Regions from separate parts of the Mus musculus genome. Here all the other regions are linked to region 2. A link is a contact called in public ChIA-PET, Hi-C and promoter capture Hi-C data. All regions are on one chromosome and are shown on one strand. Each heading gives the region's core, a stretch centred on a gene start, on an enhancer-like site or on the middle of the called end of the contact. The rest is flanking DNA. Distances are from core to core; before and after follow the strand shown.

Region 1 (2,959 bases), core at 458-2,957, 580 kb before region 2:
GAGGCTGAGGGAAATGTGTGGGGAGTGGGCAAGACGGCAACCAAGAAGGCTTGTGACCACTGATTGTCCAGGAGGTTATAGAAGAGATCCCTCTTGGGCCACCTGGGAAGCTTGGGGTAGTTGACAGAAATGGTTTTTCTGAAGGGGACAGATGGTCTTATAAAGAAGGGTTCTGTTGGGTCATCCCATGCTGGCCCAACCCAGTGTCCAGATAAAATTCTGAATGACTGTGTCTTGCAGTTTGGAATGTACTTGTAGCTAAATCAGGGAGCAGAGACAATTTGAGAGTAAAGACTATCCAGTAAGATCACTACCACAGCAGGCCAGAGTAGAGAAAGCAATGCCTTTGATTTGTATGGTTTGTTTGCTTGTTTGTTTGTTTGTTTGTTTGTTTTGAATGGGAAGATAGGGATTCATATCTTACTTTTGCAGCAATTTTGTTGCATGCCACATTCAACCAAAAGGTCTGCTCTGGGCCTCAAACATGTTTTTTTCAAAAAGAAAACAACCATGGTGCAAATAGGAGAGAGAAATGAGCCTGCATGGAAAAAAAAATAGATACTCCTTAGGTTTTTGAAACACAGATTTGTTTCCCAGGGATGAGAAACAGAAGCGAGTTCTGTTCTGGCCCTGCCTCATTGGTGTCTTTCAAATCAATCAATGATGCTTCGAAGATTCCCTGGTCAGCTCTGCAGCTCTGGCTCTCATAGCCTGGATGTCCAGGCTCTGAGTACTCAGGTTATCTGCAGGGAACCACTTTCTCTCTGCAGCTTCCCATCTTAACTCAAGGCTGCCCCCTCCACCACGCCTGCATTACTTAATGGGGGCAGTGGATTAATGGTTTATGTTAATCAAAGAGCTTTTCACAGAATTTCAGCTCCAGGAGGGATCAGGGAACATGTGAGGGGAAGGGAGGCAAGGCAGAGGGGACTCCAGGGAGCAGGGCCATCTCTGAACAGATTCTTGGGAACAGAAGTTTCCTTTTTTCTGGAAGGCCCGGGGCTGTGGTCATGCAAGAAAAGCGTAAAATAAGCAAAGAGGATTCCCCCTCCAACAAGACAGAGGCAGTTAAACAAAGAATGCTGTTTAAACACAGGCCTTACGATGGTTGCTATCACAGGCTGCAAATCTACAAGGAGGCTTCAGATTTCAAAGACGCGTAAAAGGATGGGCCTGGGGGAGGGGCACCGGGCAAGAGACTCGAAGGTCCTTTAGCTGACAGCTGGCCCGTGGGAACGTCCTGCTGACCCCTCCCTCCTTCCATGCTCAGGAAGATTCCAGAGGTAAAACAGATATTCACCCACCAGGAAATGCTGTCCTGCCTGCCGGAGGGTTGCTGGGGAGAGCAGGCAGGCTCAAAAACTGTCCAGAGACAAGGCTAGGAGCCCACAGCCTGGGGACACTGGAGGGACATGACCTGATGTGGAGATTTGGGCTAAAAATGTAACAGTGGACAGTTGATCAAAGGAGGGTGGGTGGTGTTGACCCGCAAGGGACCGTACAAGAGAGGCTCCCGTCTGTGTTTCCCAAATGGCTTTGGTTGTGAATTCCAATTTCTATCTAAAAATCTGCCTTGTGCTGCTCAGGTAGGGTTTCGTTGCCAAGTGGGGATAGACTTTAAACTTTTCTTGTTAACAAAACCACCCTAATCATCCTGCCCAAAAGAGCCCCGCCCAGAAGTGCTTGGTGTCACACAATTGTCTTGAAACCCCCTGCTGTAACAGCTAGAGTGGCTGGCAGGCTGTCTTTTTTCTAAGAAAACAGGAAGTATCACTCGGTATGAGAAAAAGAAAGAAAGAAAGAAAGAAAGAAAGAAAGAAAGAAAGAAAGAAAGAAAGAAAGAAAGAAAGAAAGAAAGAAAGAAAGAAAGAAAGAAAGAAAGAAAGAAAGAGAGAGAAAGAAAGAGAGAAAGAAAAAAGAAGAAAAAGAAATCCCTTTCCTCAGCACAAAATTATGCCAATTTAAACTTCCTGTTAGTAGAGCGTCGCCAGCAGGGTCTATTTCTTACACCAGCACAGACTTTTTAGATTCTTGGTGAATGTAGTCCTTGGGGAAGCCTGGTCAACTGAGACATTTTAGGAACACTTCCACTGGGCACTGAGAAGCAGGAACATCACAGTTAGGAAAAGCTAACAGTGCACGGGGGGAGGGGGGGCGGGAAACCCTGCAAATCACACTGGCGGGGTAAGACAATACGCAGCTACACGTTACATCACAGCAAAAGTTTGTGTTCTGATACTTGGCCACCTTTCTATACATTAAAACTCTGAAGCTTTGAGTCAGGCAATACGACCGACCCACGGTGGGAGGAAGGGAATGGCTTTTGTCACGTCACATCAGAACCTGGGTTCGTGTGTCGGGCAGGCGCAGCCCCACGAGTCCTCCACACACGAGCACAGTGGAAGCCAGCAGGATGGGGATGGCTTTGGTGATGCTGACCAAGGAGCCGAAGATTAAGTTTCCCAGGACGGCCGCCGCTTTACAGAGGGCGTTCAAGAAGCCGAAGCCCGTTGCTCTGCAAGGGACAGAAACACAGTCAAGGTTTAGAAAATGATGCTCGGGAGTCCAGCTTTAAACTTACACGTTCTGCGCAGTCACCCTGATGGTCTTTACGTGGTTTGTGCCGTATGTTAGTGAAGCAGATAATTAAAATGCTTGTTAGCAAACGCGGAGGCAGAGAAGCCAGCTGTCACTGCTGCGGCCGGTCTCCTGATGACGTACGTACGACTCTACTGACTCTTATTTTGGTACAGAAGAAGAAAAAAAAGCTCTTTCTTGGTCCAATGTGTTGGAAGGATGGTTCTACTAAGTAAAAGTTAATTTCACTCCGTGTAAGTCCTCTCAGGATAAAAGCAGGCTTAAAGCCTCTTTCCGTAGGAGTCAGCTAGCCTCTGCTTAGCTTGGGAGAAGCTGGGCCACCTCCTCTGTCCAGGGAGTGGGACTGGGCGATCTAGCAGGC
Region 2 (2,969 bases), core at 430-2,929:
ATGCAAACCATAATTTCTAATGTGGTAATCTAATCACTAGACAAAAATCTTCCTGTACTTAAAATATCTTAGCCTCTAGTACAAAGGACCCATGCAACGGAGGCAATTTCTCAAACATTAACACTAAATACAAGGAAGCAATTTTCAACTGAGCAAGCAGGAGCTGGGTGTTGGTGGTCACAATTACTCAAAACCTAAATGAGTCACCAAATAAATTGAAGGTTCTTTTTAGAAATTAAACATAACACTGTTTCTGTGATTCTAAATTGCATTGTGAGGTGAGTTCCTCAATATTTACAACCACTTTCTTTAAGAGCAGTGATTCTAAAACCTAGCACAAGAATCAGAAATTCTATTCATATCTGACTTAGTAAGCAAAGCAAACTATCTAAATGCATACTCTTGTAATTTACAAAGTGGTTTGCCCTCTTCTCTCTCTCTCTCTCTCTCTCTCTCTGTGTGTGTGTGTGTGTGTGTGTACATATATCTCCTTGGGCTATGTTTTAACACCCTGATAAGGTATTCTTAAAATCTTTATCTCTTAAGGTTTTATTCATTTGAATATCTTTCAGTTATGTTTGTCATGATTTTACGATGGAAAATCATTTGTATCTGACATACAGTAGACTTAGATTCTACTGCATTTAGTCTCCAGGAATGCTTCTACACAAGAACTTCTCAGGGCTACTTCCTGTCATGTGGAGTGTAGGACTCTTCGATTGCTCCCAGAGTTTTTGTTTGTTTTGTTTGTTTGTTTTTTCTTAGTCATTGTGCCTTAACACCCCACCCTACCCCCAAACACTCAAAATTTCTTACTTTTCCATCTGGGTAGCAGGTAGAAATTCTTTCTGCAGTTAAATAAGGAATTTCAAAGTTGGAAATGATCAGGAATTTGATAGCTACCTATTGCCTAATTCCTTATTATTTAGTAAAACTCGCATTTTGATCTTAATGATAGAAAGTTTCTATCCAAGTTATCCTGTCTTCCGGGGAGGAAAAAGATGGTTAACATGGGTCTCCGGGGAGATACTTGTTCACAACTAAGAGAAAACTTCAGGATATAATATGACCCTAATTTCCTTTTTAAGAAGTTCTTTAAACGTTATTTGTTCTCTGACAACCTCAACATTAATTGCACGAGATAAAAATTCTATAAATTAACAGTGAGAAAATAGTCTGAAGGAATTCTTCCTCCAACAGCAGTAAACGTCAAATATTAAGTCTACTTCCGAAGACATAGACAGTAGTCCTTCGGAATTAACAGTGACGGTTTTAGAGAGGAAGCAAATCTTCAGTTTGCGACTGGAGAGATCATAAACTCCTAACCTGAGTGAAGCGACGGAGTCCCTATCATTTTTGCCCAGGCAAGTTGCAAAGATGTTCCCGGGCTTTCCGGAAAGCAGCGTCGCACAGCCCACCATCCTCACCTGAGGGTTCTCACGTCCCGGCTCGCTGGCTCGTCACAAACACGCAAGGCAGAATCGGAAGCCAGGCTGGACGGAAAGGGGCACGCAACTCTCAAAAGAAGCCCACTTGCCTTCAGAAGGTTCCCCTAGGCAACCAGCCTTTAGGCGCGCCCAGGACACACACCAGTTGCCTAGGATTGCGACTACAACTCCCAGGAGGCTGCGCGGCGGACGGAGCGCCAGCCTTCCCAGAATGCAGCGCAGCGGCTTCCCTGTTCAGCTTTCTCCTCTCCCGGCTCCGCCTCCTTCCCTACCCGTCGTCACCCGGGAGGGCCGGAGGTAGGGAGCGTCGCGAGCCGCCGGGAGGGGCCCGGGGCGGGGTGGAGGGAGGATGGGAGGACGGAGGGGAGGGAGCTGAGAGAGGAGGGAGGGTAAATAGTGGACCCGGCAGGAAGATGGCGGCTGTAGCGGAGGTGTGAGTGAGTGGATCTGGGTCTCTGCCGTTGGCTTGGCTCTTCCCGTCTTCCTCCCCTCCTCCCTCCCTGACTGAGGTTGGCATCTAGGGGGCCGAGTTCAGGTGGCGGCGCCGGGCGCAGCGCAGGGGTCACGGCCACGGCGGCTGACGGCTGGAAGGGCAGGCTTTCTTCGCCGCTCGTCCTCCTTCCCCGGTCCGCTCGGTGTCAGGCGCGGCGGCGGCGGCGCGGCGGGCGCGCTTCGTCCCTCTTCCTGTTCCCTCACTCCCCGGAGCGGGCTCTCTTGGCGGTGCCATCCCCCGACCCTTCACCCCAGGGACTAGGCGCCTGCACTGGCGCAGCTCGCGGAGCGGGGGCCGGTCTCCTGCTCGGCTGTCGCGTCTCCATGTCGGATAACCAGAGCTGGAACTCGTCGGGCTCGGAGGAGGATCCGGAGACGGAGTCCGGGCCGCCTGTGGAGCGCTGCGGGGTCCTCAGCAAGGTGAGCTGCCCCGCGGGGACCGTGGATCCGCTGCCGGGACTCACCTGCCGCGAGGCGAGGGGGAGCCGCTCGGGACCTGGGGTGGGGCTGGACTGGAGGCACCGACTGTCCCGGGGCGGGGGCTGCGGAATGTGCTGGGGTGCGGGGCCGAAAGGTCGTCTTGGAATGAGTGCCTGGCCAGGGATGGGATAGGAGGTGCTTGGGACTGTCCTTACCGCTAGCCCCCCAATTCCTGGATCCTGTCAGCTTTGGCGGAGGACCTTGGAAAGCTTGTATTAAATCCGTGATCTAGTTCGGGAGGCAAGGTGCATCTGGTAACTTGGAACCCAAGGCCGCAGCTGTCTGGGGTGTAGGAATCTGGGTTGGGCAACCCGTGGTGTCTGAAGAAGTGCTGGGCAGGAGGGCGGTGAAATCGACCTTTCAGACTGTATTTTGGAGGCCCCTACCAGAATGGGGGCAGGTGCTGTTCGGCTCTTAATTGGTGTAACTTAGGCAAACCAGTTGACTGGGTTTGGCCTTGAAATCTGAGATAGTAAACTTTGAGGTGTGAGTGATCTTTGGTGTAGGAAGCGTGTGCGGCACTTTTGTACCTTACCCCCTCCTTGTCCA
Region 3 (2,872 bases), core at 61-2,560, 550 kb before region 2:
TTTCCAGATGAGGTCTTGCTATGCAGCCCAGACTGGCCTTGAGTTCACAATCCTCCTGTCTCAGACTTCCCATGGGTGTGATTACAGGCACACATCACCATACCTGGCCAGTATGTAACTTTGTGAATAAGAACTTTGATTCTTATACTTAGCATGATACATTTGAGATTCATACAAATTGTCATGTATGTTAGTGGGTTAAAGGACGTTCCCAGTTTAGGGTATTTATTAATAAATCTGCTATGGACATTTATATGTGGTATTTATGTGCATCAGTTTTGTTTTTTAAAATATAGACTTAGACACTTGAATCATATGTTGATTTTTGTGTGGATTTATTTGTAAAGTTTTTATTACATTTTATATTATTTATTTATTTATTTCTCACCTGTACTCTCTCTCTACTATGTGGGCTCTGGGAATTGAACTCAGGTCCTTAAGCTCAATGACAAATGAGTCACCTCAGTGCCCCCAAATAGCTGGTTAGTGTTATGGGGATGACTTTTCTGAAGTCAGACAATGTCAAAATTCCAAATAAATTCCTTTCCTCATTTTGAGCTATGTACAGTGTCAACGTTAGAATTAAAGCCTGTGCTTACGAAGTAGGCACGGCCATCCTAGACTGGTTACCCTTTACCCATTATTGTATAACTGACGACGAGAAGAGAGGGGGCGTGTCCTGGGTAGTGGGAGGAGTCCTGGCAAGGGAAATGGATGCCCCTCCTCCCATGCCTACAAGAGTCAAAGATTCACAGGATTACGCTGGGGCCTGTGAGGATGGCAGGCACCCATGAGTACATTGAGAAATGACCTTGCGGATGCCTTACAAGACAAAAAGACACGAAGGACTGAATCCCTGACCGCCATCACCGTGGCTCAGCTCTCCTGAGCGCCATTTCAAGGAAGCTTAAATCTGAACACAAACTCTAGGCAAACGCTTCAGAACAATCTCCAAGCAGGGCGAAGAAGAGGACTGTAGGGTCGAACCCCATTCCGCCGGGAAAACGGGCTGTGCGTTTCACGTCTGCACTTAGTGTAATGGATTCTTTGAAACCAAATCTCATCGTTTGGCACTGTGACATTTATTATTATTTTGTCTTTAAAAAAATGACCCTTGCAAAGTTGATGTTTCTAATTGTCCTTTGGATTTTGCTAAAATACTCATTAAAATGTCACGCTGTGAGATTTATCCACAGATAATGTAAATTCCATGCAAGGGAGGGCCTCAATTAGGGCGGTACAGAAGGCAGTGAAAGCCTGGCTCTAATCAATGTGGTGCTACTAAAGAAAAGAGGGACGGATCTTGCATAATAACCAAGGCCCTTGCCAGCCTCCCCCTGCTGTCGCTGCAGGGCCCTATGGCTGCCTCCTCGGCTGCCTTCCAGCTGCCTGTTGCTCAAGGAATGCAGGCAAAGCATATGACACACACATAGGACACTGGCGCCTACATTTCCCCTAGGCTTTAACCTGGAAGCCCTGCTATCTCAGTATCCAGTTTGAGGGCCTGAATTCTGGTAACTACTTATGCAATATTGTAAAAAAAAACCAAAACATAAAAACAAACACAAAAAACAAAAGACAAAAGAACCAAACCAAAACAACAATAACAACAACAAACTGTCTTTGTCAAGACAGGAGATTTTAGATGCAAGACTGAGATCCAATGTACTAAAAGAAATCAAAACTCTTCAGTATTTATTGTACAGGATGTCAAGTCTGACTAGCTAAGAAATAAATTATCTGCATGTTTTCATCTTGATCTCTCATAAGACAAAGACCAGCTAAATTCTCTTAAAGTAGCTCAGAGTTCATTTTCTGCAGTGAGAGTGATCAGGTGGGTTTCTGATATTGCTACGGAAATAAAAAATTTATATCCTTAATGCGTCGTGGGCATAAAATATAAAAACTACGCAGTCAGTGTAAAACGTGAATCTCTGGCTATCGACTCAGGTTGGGTAGCCAGTGCCATCTGTGATGCTAAGGTTTAACTACTTGCAGCTGGGCAGTACTACTTCAGAGCTGTTCATCTCTTGTTTGTAGCAAAATAAGTCAAGTTGGAAATATAAATAATGATGTTAGTGGGCAAATGGGAAGCTAAGCTGTGGCACAGCCAGCCATACGATAAAAACCACTCTCGTGTCGGACAAGAATGAGGCAGCTCTTTCTGATGGAACTCGGAAAACCTCCCAGTAGAGAAAGAGAAGCTGCCCCCCGCCCCCCCCTAGACAGGGTGGACAGCAGTGATGTCATTTTTATATGCACACAAAACATATTATCTGATCTAGAAAGGCCATGGTTTGGAAATGCACTATGCTGTTTTAGGTAGTTACACAAGGTAGGAGGAGGTGGCTCGTGGGCACTGTTCTCTTCTGACATTATTTCTTTAATTTATAAACTTTACATAACCTTTTATTGCTTCTCACTTAAAATGAAAACACCAAAACAAAACAAAGCAAACCCAAATCACAGCCCTAAGCCTTTGACTTTTGAGTGACTCAGGTGCCTGGAGGAAGAAAAGGGATACTGGAATTATAGAGGCACCAATATTCAACAGTGGCATTTTCTCAAGAAACGCAGGGATTCTGCCTGTGATCAATGTGAGCTTAAAAATACAGTGTGGACCTATGGGGACCCAGGAGAAAAGTCCAGAGACAACTCTGTGTCTGCATAGAAAAGAGAACTGGTGTCTCTGACTGACCTTTTAGTCCTGGGGAGTTGAGGATGGAGGGACATTGAAGAAGGAAGGTTGGAGTAATTTAACCAAAGCTTAGGTTGTATGCAAAAGCTGTATGGAAACCCACTTTGTAAAATAATTAAAAATAATTAAATAATTTAAGTACATTATAATTAAATATACAATAAATTAAAAAAA
Region 4 (2,904 bases), core at 29-2,528, 600 kb after region 2:
CACAATTTACATAAAACAAGATTTGCCAATTTTAGTTGTGGGTGTGTAGTTGTAATTCCTGCCCAATCATAAATTTCTGTATCCATTATATTCAAGATGGCATATTGATTTTTCCACCCCAGAATGTTCCTTTGTGCTACTCTAAGGTCTTCTTTTCCCATCTTCAACCTTATATTTGTATGGTTTACTCTGCCCAGTGAGTAGAATCTACAGGACACACATCCTTTTGCATCTGGCTTTTTTTAACTAGAATATATCCATTTATGTCTACCAGCTCTTAAGTACTTTATAGCACTTGGCCATATCCCAGTGTGTGGATATAAACTCATTTCTTTATCCATTTACCATATGATGTATATCTGGACTGTTCATTTTTTTCCATTGGTGATTAGGAATAAAGTTGTAATAAATATAGATGAATTCAGACCTTTGCTTGGAAACTGTCTACTGCTGTGTTATCTTCCAAAGTTGGTGTATTATTTTGCATGTTGTCAGTACTATATGGGATCCCATTTGTGTTTTAAATTGTTTCATTGTTAACAATGAAACTGTAGTCAGCATCTAGTTAGATTTGAACCCTCAAAACCAACCAACCTAATAAACAAACAGGCACAAAACCCAGCTCAGAGATTAAAACTAGGTAACAAAACCCTTATGGGTGTTGTTTTCAACTGCTATCACATAAACTTTGCAGCAACTACAAAGAAGGTTTATGGCATTCCACTTTGAAGAGAAACATCCAGTATAATGAGAATGGCAGGTCTGGTAATTCATATATAAAGAGAATGTTTTGTTCCGCAACTCATTCGCTGTTTGGCTTTTTGCAAAGAATATAGTATACTGAGCATTAAAACGGTGTGATGCGACTATAAAGTTATTATCACAAGTCTCAACTGCATTCCATTAGGTTGGCACTGACGCCACGGTAGCAAGATCAGGACTTTTATAGTGAACTCTTGTCTCATCCCAAGATTTGTGTTCCGGGTCCAGAAGCTGCATCTCACGCCAAGGCATCTCAGTTCCGCCTACCACGGTCCTCTCTCCCCGACAGCCCAACCACGCTAACCCCAGGCCCTTCGTCGCCCGCGTCCGAGGAGGCCTCCTTACCATGATGACAGCCGCGGAGCACCGGTCCGCGACCTCCCGGGTCTCAAAAAACTCTTAATTTCTGGATGTCACTGGTCCACGAGCCTGCCTCGTTCAGCCCAGGACGGGAAAGGGTAGTCCTTTAAGAAGGCCGAGTGGAGCGCAAGCGCCGCACAGCAGTTCCGTGACGTCTTTCCGTTCCTAGGCAGATGGGCGGAAATTGACAGCAGGAGAATTTTAGCTGAGACGCCACCGGAACTGCTTAGAGGGCGGAAGGTGCTTATGGAGCTTTTGTAAGCTGGGAGATCCGCGGGTTCCTTCTGCGGGTATGAGGGTGTCTGAGGTGGTGGGATGTGGTACCGTGTTGCCGGTTCCTCTCTTACTCCCCGGCGGACACTAGCAGAACCAGCCAGGCGCCCTGTGCGTGCCGCGGTCTTGCTGGTCTGCCACTGCTGACCTCGTAGCTGCTACTGACAGCGGGTTCCAGACGAGCACTCCCCGGCCTCCGGGCCCCGTCTGCCGGGTCACGGACGTGTTGCTTCATCCATTATGGAGGGCGACTGATTTGTTAGTCTGTTTCTGTCTCTCCTGTTGCTAGCGGATGCACAATTGGTTGAGATATGTTATATGGAAAATAAAACTACTGGCCAGGCCAGGAAAGCAAAAGGTACTTGGTTTTTGTGGACGCCCAGGACTTTCCCCCTAAGCTCTTGAGAAATCCTGTGTAATTAAGGGCAGTTTTTACCTTTTAGAAATCTGTGTGGTTTTTCCACCTTATTATTATTATTTTTTTTTTAAGATTTATTTATTTATTATATGTAAGTACACTGTAGCTGTCTTCAGACACTCCAGAAGAGGGAGTCAGATATCGTGATCGGATGGTTGTGAGCCACCATGTGGTTGCTGGGATTTGAACTCCTGACCTTCGGAAGAGCAGTCGGGTGCTCTTACCCACTGAGCCATCTCACCAGCCCTTATTATTTTTTTTTTTAAATGTGTAGTGCGTACCTGGTGCCCTCCGAGGCCAGAACAGGGTGTTGAATCATAAAAGATGGTTGGGGGGGCTAGTGGTTGCTGGGAATTGAACCTGGTCCTCTAGAAGGGCAGCCAAACTTAACCTCTGAGCCATCTCGTCAGTCCCCAGTTTTATCCTTGTACTGTAGTCACAGAAGTTCACTAGCTCCAATTTGGAACTACCAAAATTGAAAAGTACATCTCAAGAAGCCCTAGCACTTGGAGTCAAGCTGTTGCTTTTTTTTTTTTTTTTAAACATCCCTTCCTTTTTTGATGTTTTCGAGATAGTGTTTCCCTGTGTAGAGCTGGCTGTCCTGGAACTTGCTTCGCAAACAAGACTGGCCTCAAACTCAACAAAGGTCCGCCTGCCTCTGCCTCCAGAGTGCTGAAATTAAAGATGTGCACCACAACCGCTGGGCTTCAAACTATCATTTAAGTCCCCATAGTATAATGTTTTTGTTTGTTTGTTTGTTTAAATCAGAGCTAGCGCTGATTAGCATTCGTGTATTTTCAGGTGCAGTAAATTACGCAATTTCTCAAGCTAGAGTATGCTCCCTCTTCCCACATTGACTCCCTTACCTACTTTAGTTTTTTTTTTAGTTTTAATTTCACAGTTTTAGTGAAGCCTCCCTTGACACCATAACTGCTCCATTTCCCTTCCTTTCTGCAACATCGATGACAGTAGGATGTTGTATATTTCAGCCCCTCCCCCTAGTAGCCCTTGAGTTGGCTAGAGTCTGTGTGAGCACAGTCGTTGTTGTTGTTCACTGCTTTAGTTCAAATACTCCAAAAGCAATTTTAGAC

What was found. Promoter capture Hi-C pulls out the DNA fragments that hold promoters and counts their contacts. Hi-C and Micro-C count contacts between places; a contact is called where the count stands out from the background. ChIA-PET counts read pairs in DNA pulled down with a chosen protein or histone mark.
Region 1: an RNA polymerase II ChIA-PET map of memory CD8 T cells shows a contact between it and region 2, with 84 read pairs. The contact joins the enhancer-like site here to the promoter of Polk in region 2. A contact is called at or near these places in 2 of 39 promoter capture datasets (cranial neural crest and embryonic stem cells), 3 of 484 Hi-C or Micro-C datasets (CD4 T cells, CD8 T cells and regulatory T cells), 8 of 115 datasets of contacts at active chromatin or transcription factors (bone marrow-derived dendritic cells, bone marrow-derived macrophages, embryonic midbrain and 3 more) and 1 of 9 other capture datasets (liver).
Region 3: a contact with region 2 is called in a promoter capture Hi-C map of hippocampal neurons, with 2.8 times the contacts expected there. The contact joins the enhancer-like site here to the promoter of Polk in region 2. A contact is called at or near these places in 4 of 39 promoter capture datasets (cranial neural crest, embryonic stem cells, hippocampal neurons and 1 more), 2 of 484 Hi-C or Micro-C datasets (Th2 cells and nephron progenitors), 17 of 115 datasets of contacts at active chromatin or transcription factors (bone marrow-derived macrophages, craniofacial prominence, differentiating embryonic stem cells and 7 more) and 1 of 9 other capture datasets (embryonic stem cells).
Region 4: a Hi-C map of B cells shows a contact between it and region 2, with 17 read pairs. The contact joins the promoter of Nsa2 here to the promoter of Polk in region 2. A contact is called at or near these places in 4 of 39 promoter capture datasets (hippocampal neurons, liver, neural stem cells and 1 more), 2 of 484 Hi-C or Micro-C datasets (B cells and CD4 T cells) and 1 of 115 datasets of contacts at active chromatin or transcription factors (the SCID.adh cell line).

The regions. Positions count from the first base shown.
Region 1 is chr13:95,958,949-95,961,907 of GRCm38.p6, forward strand. Sv2c (synaptic vesicle glycoprotein 2c) reads right to left here. Exons shown (of 13, transcript NM_029210.1): 13 at 495-2,515. The coding sequence ends at 2,332. Among named protein-coding and RNA genes, the nearest start is that of Gm24032, 63 kb to the left of the region's middle. Within about 2 kb of position 1,708, at least 124 of the 459 cell types and tissues checked have an H3K27ac peak or open chromatin away from gene starts, as enhancers often do. A contact at or near this core is called in CD8 T cells, liver, memory CD8 T cells and 1 more, where this site is marked.
Region 2 is chr13:96,540,900-96,543,868 of GRCm38.p6, forward strand. Polk (polymerase (DNA directed), kappa) reads right to left here and starts at 1,680. Exons shown (of 15, transcript NM_012048.3): 1 at 1,428-1,680. Cert1 (ceramide transporter 1) reads left to right here and starts at 1,836. Exons shown (of 18, transcript NM_023420.2): 1 at 1,836-2,360. The coding sequence starts at 2,265.
Region 3 is chr13:95,994,186-95,997,057 of GRCm38.p6, forward strand. The region is part of intron 4 of Sv2c (synaptic vesicle glycoprotein 2c); the gene reads right to left. Among named protein-coding and RNA genes, the nearest start is that of Gm24032, 99 kb to the left of the region's middle. Within about 2 kb of position 1,311, at least 15 of the 459 cell types and tissues checked have an H3K27ac peak or open chromatin away from gene starts, as enhancers often do. A contact at or near this core is called in differentiating embryonic stem cells and hippocampal neurons, where this site is marked.
Region 4 is chr13:97,136,648-97,139,551 of GRCm38.p6, forward strand. It overlaps Nsa2 (NSA2 ribosome biogenesis homolog), which reads right to left and starts at 1,279. Exons shown (of 6, transcript NM_021552.5): 1 at 1,108-1,279. The coding sequence starts at 1,110. Gfm2 (G elongation factor, mitochondrial 2) reads left to right here and starts at 1,290. Exons shown (of 21, transcript NM_177266.5): 1 at 1,290-1,412.